2 separate regions of the Zea mays genome follow, and region 1 is linked to region 2. The links are chromatin contacts, called in public Hi-C maps. All regions are on one chromosome and are shown on one strand. The core of a region is the stretch at or near the end of the contact, and the rest is flanking DNA. Distances in the headings are between cores, read along the strand shown. Region 1 has its middle 5.2 kb from the start of LOC115032970. Region 2 holds the start of LOC100384051.

Region 1 (2,771 bases), core at 12-2,511, 400 kb after region 2:
CCGGAGATGACTTCGGATAATGGCATGGAAGCCATGACAATTGATGAACCGAAGAAGTCAGATGAGGAGAAGATACCAAAGAAGGGAAGTCCTTTAGAACACAGCAAGAGTGTTCGCAGAGTAGAGTTTGAATATAGATATGGAGATGCATAAGCTGCTGGAGATAGCTTTATTTCTAGTTCTCCGCTAAAAGTAGTTAATTAGAAATATATCACTTCAATTTAAAAAATAGAAATTAATTTATTTTCATACCACTATATGACATCAAAATAAGTTGAACGTCTAATTTTGTAAAGGCTAAGTAACATTATATAATTAATACTAAAAAGAATACGGTTTTAAATCTAGTGAAAGTTAAACTATCTTAAATTTAGTTAGATGTATAAAAATAACATGTATGACTCTAAACATATATAGTACAAATATCTTTCTCGAAATATGATTAGATTCGTTTAGTATAATAAGTATTAATACTTTTTATGATCAGTTTTAAAATTAGATGACTTCATAATATTTTAGAAATTTATTATATACTCTTTCACAACATCAATTTCATGTGTCGTGTGTCACGTCTCTACTCCTTTAAAACACAAGTTTTATGTGTCGTACGTCGTGCATCACGTGTGAAGTGTATAGATATATTCCTCTCTCTCCCACTTTTCGCCAAACAATGGGCCCAATGGGCTCTTAAACCACAGATAGGCCATGAGAAATCACTCAAGTCCAACACGATAAGAAGCCACACGCAGCGCAACGTTCCCAAATATGATTAGATGCGTACAGTATAATAAGTATTAATACTTTTTATGATTCTATTTTGTTTGAAGTCGACAGTTGAGGAGACTAGAGTAAGCTTTTAAATTATCTCCAGCAGCTTATCCATACTCATACACATATAAAACTTCACTCTGCGAACAGTGTACAAACAGTACAAAATAGTGTTTTACGTAAACTATGGATAGACTGTTGGACACGGTCTTAAAGCAAGTTTATAACACAAAGACATGTTCAGCAATTCAACTAAGCTAATGAACATGGGTAAAAATGACATTGATAATTCAGCTGGCGCAACTAAAATCGCCGACAACAGTTGGCGGTTTTAAGAAAAAATGCCAAGTCAAAAGGTAACTGGCAGCGATTTATTTTTGGAATAAAAAATTTAAAAACAGAAAATAAAATATAAACCACACAACACAACACACTCAGCGTGGGCCTTGCATCTGTCCAATGCTACATAGGCCCAAGACTCATCGCCAAGTTTGGGCAGGCCCCAAACAAACAACACTAACCTATGGAAATAAACTGGGCCGTGCGCGGTCCAGGAGGTTGGCTTTGCTCAAAAAAAAAAACAAGAAGGCATCACAATCACATCAGATCTGGCCACTGTCGTGAGCCGTGCAGCAGCTCGCCTTGGGCGGTTGGGTCTGGTTGGTCTTCGACCACGCAAGCCGCAGCACCGCCGGCTAATCACAGCAGGGACAGGGCTGGGGGACGACCGGCGCGCGTACGACGGCATGGGACGGTGGCGCGACCGGCCGGGCAGGCACGCCGCATGCATTAACGCCGCGCGCGGGAGGAGCGGAGCGGAGGACGCCTCGCCGGGCCCAGGCGCCCAGCCCAGAGCGGCCGGTGCGTGGCAGGACGAGATTCCCGCGGCCGGCCTCGCATTAAACTTGGCCGCGCCCGGCCTGCAACCGCGAGGTGAGGGGAGGACCGGAGGACCCTCTCCCTGCGTCTGCCTGCATGTGCACCGGGCACCGTGTGCTCGCCTGCCTGGCGGTGCAGCCACCTGCCGTCGCCTTGTCTCTTTTTTGTCTCGCTACTAGGCAGCTGTTTGTTCGCGTTCGTCGTCCGTCCGTCCGCCCGGCTCCGGCTCCGGCTCCGGCCGGCGCGGCGCCAATTGAAGACGCACGCCCCGCCGCACTGTACATAGACCCATCCATCCATCCTGCAGTAACGAGGCGCCCACGCACAGTGCCGGATGCCTTTCTTGGCCGCCTCGCTGCCGAGAAAGTAGAGTAGTCCCATGTTTGTCGTCCACAGGTCCAGGGACTAGCTAGATGCGCACTGTAGCCACTAGCCACTAATCACGCACAGTAGTTGGTTATAAAAGCCGATGCAAACACGTGAACATGGACAAACTTTAATTTTCGATGTTTCGTCTTCGGCGATCAAGGCAGTACGTGCGCTCCAGGACATACACAAATAATTTGTACCCACGAGATATCATATGAGTCCATGCATGTGTGAATATGACCCCAAGAGTAAAGTAGACTCAAACATTGTACCTCACGATATCAACATATATTGATCATCAGATTTGGCACCTAGACGGTCGGTTCAGCCTTATCCTAGACGGTCCACGCTCGGATGGTCCGACGTGTTACCCGAGACGATCCGTAAATAGATTAATTTAGGCTAGAGTTCTTATCTTTTGTGGGGTTATCCTAATAACTCGCGAGAAACTGTTTGATTTTGCTTAGTAATGGGTCCGAACCTACTATATATATTTGAAAGGGTACGACCGATTCAAGAAACCAACAATGGATCTACAAATCACTTTTATCTCATTTATCTTATGCATTAGCCTTAGGAGTAGTTCTAGCCATAGTTTAGCCCTAGTTATAGTTTCCCAACTTCGATCTTCTCCTCTCTTTAACTCTATGTCGTCTAGAGACCCTTTGGATGGCCTGTCGATCCCAAGGCAACCCTAAGATTCTTCCTCCCCGCGGTCAGGGTCCCTCCTGAAAGGCAGGATCTAGGTTCTTCCC
Region 2 (2,700 bases), core at 34-2,533:
CCGATTGACCTGCTTATAGATTATCATAATCTAAGGTATCTAGATTACATAATCCACCGAATAATCTGTGTTGTTTGTTTACCTCTCAACTTATTTAAGCTGTATTATATAATCTAGAGGGTAAGCAAACATGGCCGGAGTGCAGAATTTTCCCGGCATCATCATGCAAATGATTTTATCTTACATATTGATACTAGTAGTAAATCGTTTTGGAGTCGACTATTCTGTCGCTAATTCTGCTACTTCAAAACTAAACCATATATCTCTGTCTGGATTTCAGAAAAGTCCACAAGTATGGAAAGAGCACAACCGGCGAGAGGTGGGACTTGGTAGTCGACGAGGAGACATACTACGAGTAAGACTTTCTGTTCCGGCGATCGATTCCCTGAAACGTCTCCTCGACGCTAAAATCGCTTCTGAATCTCACTGTCACCGGACTGCAAACATTTGAACCAGGGCGGAGCCCCATTACGGATGGGCCGATGTCGTCGGAGACTCGACGCAGCTGCTGTCCATACAGCCCGTGGAGAGGCCACCCGGCGTGTTCCCGGCCATCGACTTCAGCTCCGCGCCGCCGCCGAAGGACGCTCCGCCGGGCATGCCCCCTTCTCCTCTGGACTGAGTGAATTAGGCCTGCCAGCACAGACGGATTTTTCTGTCTATATAGGCTCCAGATTTTGCCTGTAAGGGAACAGCATTCTTTGTAGGAAGTTGACGGAACCCCGTTCCTGCGTTCATTGGTTGGCTCATTCTTTGCTACGCATTCCTTTCCTCTGGCTGGGATATATATATATTTTGCTTGGGAACTGGGTGGATGCAATAATCAAACGGCGCCCGTGGTTGTGTGTGTTGCCCCTGTCCCCCTATGTGCTTGCAACTTGGTCTGAAGGCAGTGTGGTCTGGGCAAAGCTTTCCACAGCACGAACGAACGCGCTTGAGCTCAGTGCGCGTCCGCGTGATGTCTACAAGTCCACCTCGGGTCGTTGGAAACTCTGGCCATTTTCCTCGCGTCCAAGGTCTAGCCAACCTGTCCGGGTCGCCGGTCGACGCCCCAGGCCAGGGCCAGGCCATCACCGATAGATACACACCCATCAGAACCCGGAACTAGTGCGACTAGGCCACTCGATCCACCACAAACTCGTCGCATTTTCCCTGCCGGGGCTCCACATGAATGATTTTTTTGCAGTCCCTCCATTTTTCATTCATACGGAGGGGGTCCACACTGCGAGCATTTAAGCCCATTCGCGTCCCGTCCCGTCAAACAAGCACTCAAACCTCCCTCCCAAGCCCTCTTTTTTCCCTCGCCGCGGCGCAGGCAGAGCAGAGGCACTAGCATGTCGCCGTTCGCCGCCCGCGTGGCCTCCTTGGCCGCGCTGCTGCTCGCCCTCCTGCTCGCGGCGCCGGCCTCGGCCGCCAACTTCACCTGCGCCACAGTGGGCAAAACGTGCCAGTCGGCGATCGGGTACGCGGTGCCCAACGCGACCACGTACGGGGAGCTGGTGGCGCGGTTCAACGCCACCACGACGCTGGCGGAGCTGCTGGGCGCCAACGGCCTCCCCGCCACGACGCCGGCCTCGACGCCGCTGGCGGCCAAGGCCACGGTGCGCGTGCCGTTCCGGTGCCGGTGCGGGAGCAACGGCGTGGGGCAGTCGGACGGGGGACCCTTCTACGTGGTGTACCCGCTGGACGGGCTGGACCACATCGCGCGGGAGGTGTTCGGCGGCTTCGTCACCTACCAGGAGATCGCCACCGCCAACAACATCACCAACGTCAACCTCATCGTCGTCGGGCAGAAGCTCAGGATCCCGCTGCCCTGCACCTGCGACCAGGTGGACGGCGCCGACGTCATGCACTTCGCCTACAGCGTCGCCAAGGGGGACGACCCGCCCGGCATCGCCGCCAGGTTCGGGGTCACCGAGACCACGCTGCTGAGTGTGAATAAGATCACCGACCCCAAGACCAGCCTGCAGCAGGGGCAGATCCTGGATGTCCCCCTCCCTGGTAAGCGTCTTCCTCTTCCTCTTCCTCTTCTTACGCCGCAATCCATACCTAGTTGTGAATTGTGAGGACGATGGAGTGAATAATGCTTGTAGCTCTGCTTAGGACGTACTACGAGACATAGAAGTGGTGGATTTTTTTTTCTAGTTACAGAAGAAAGATGACTTGATATCAGACTGGGAAGCATATGGATGAGCTGTTAGATTCCTCTTATGTGACATAGGTCTGCTAAATGCCCAAATCAAATGCAGGTCTCAAATGGCATACCACTATTGTGTAGACAATTGGACTCAACGATGGTTCCCTTGGGTTGGGTGGAGACTGGAGACTCTTTTTTTTTTAAAAAAGAAAGAAAGAAAGATCTGTTATTGACGACTTGGTGAGCTTGACAAGTTTGTTGCCCCATGGATGCTCCAGTTGTTCAGAGACTTGGTGAGTGAGACCACCATCTTGGACGGTGTGGTGGAGCGTTTAGACAAGTCGCTATCGGTTCATCCTGCGCGCTAGGACAAGTCCACCGATTTGAATTATTCAAGAAACCACAGCTCATATTCGTCCTAAGAGATCAACTTTTCATTCATAATCTGTTATACGTTGCTATCACCGTGCGAATTGTCTGACTCCGTGTCTGAACCCTAATGAACATGCTATTAGCACAGGACCGCTCACAAGTCTCCGTGCAGTTTACTTTTTTGACTATTA

What was found. Hi-C and Micro-C count contacts between places; a contact is called where the count stands out from the background.
Region 1: a contact with region 2 is called in a Hi-C map of endosperm, with 2.0 times the contacts expected there. The contact joins the enhancer-like site here to the promoter of LOC100384051 in region 2. A contact is called at or near these places in 5 of 25 Hi-C or Micro-C datasets (bundle sheath, ear, endosperm and 2 more).

What each region holds. Positions count from the first base shown.
Region 1 is chr1:7,905,215-7,907,985 of Zm-B73-REFERENCE-NAM-5.0, forward strand. No RefSeq gene overlaps it. Among protein-coding and RNA genes, the nearest start is that of LOC115032970, 5.2 kb to the right of the region's middle. Within about 2 kb of position 1,262, at least 20 of the 20 cell types and tissues checked have an H3K27ac peak or open chromatin away from gene starts, as enhancers often do. A contact at or near this core is called in bundle sheath, ear, endosperm and 2 more, where this site is marked.
Region 2 is chr1:7,505,841-7,508,540 of Zm-B73-REFERENCE-NAM-5.0, forward strand. LOC100384051 reads left to right here and starts at 1,284. Exons shown (of 4, transcript NM_001176655.1): 1 at 1,284-2,001. The coding sequence starts at 1,335.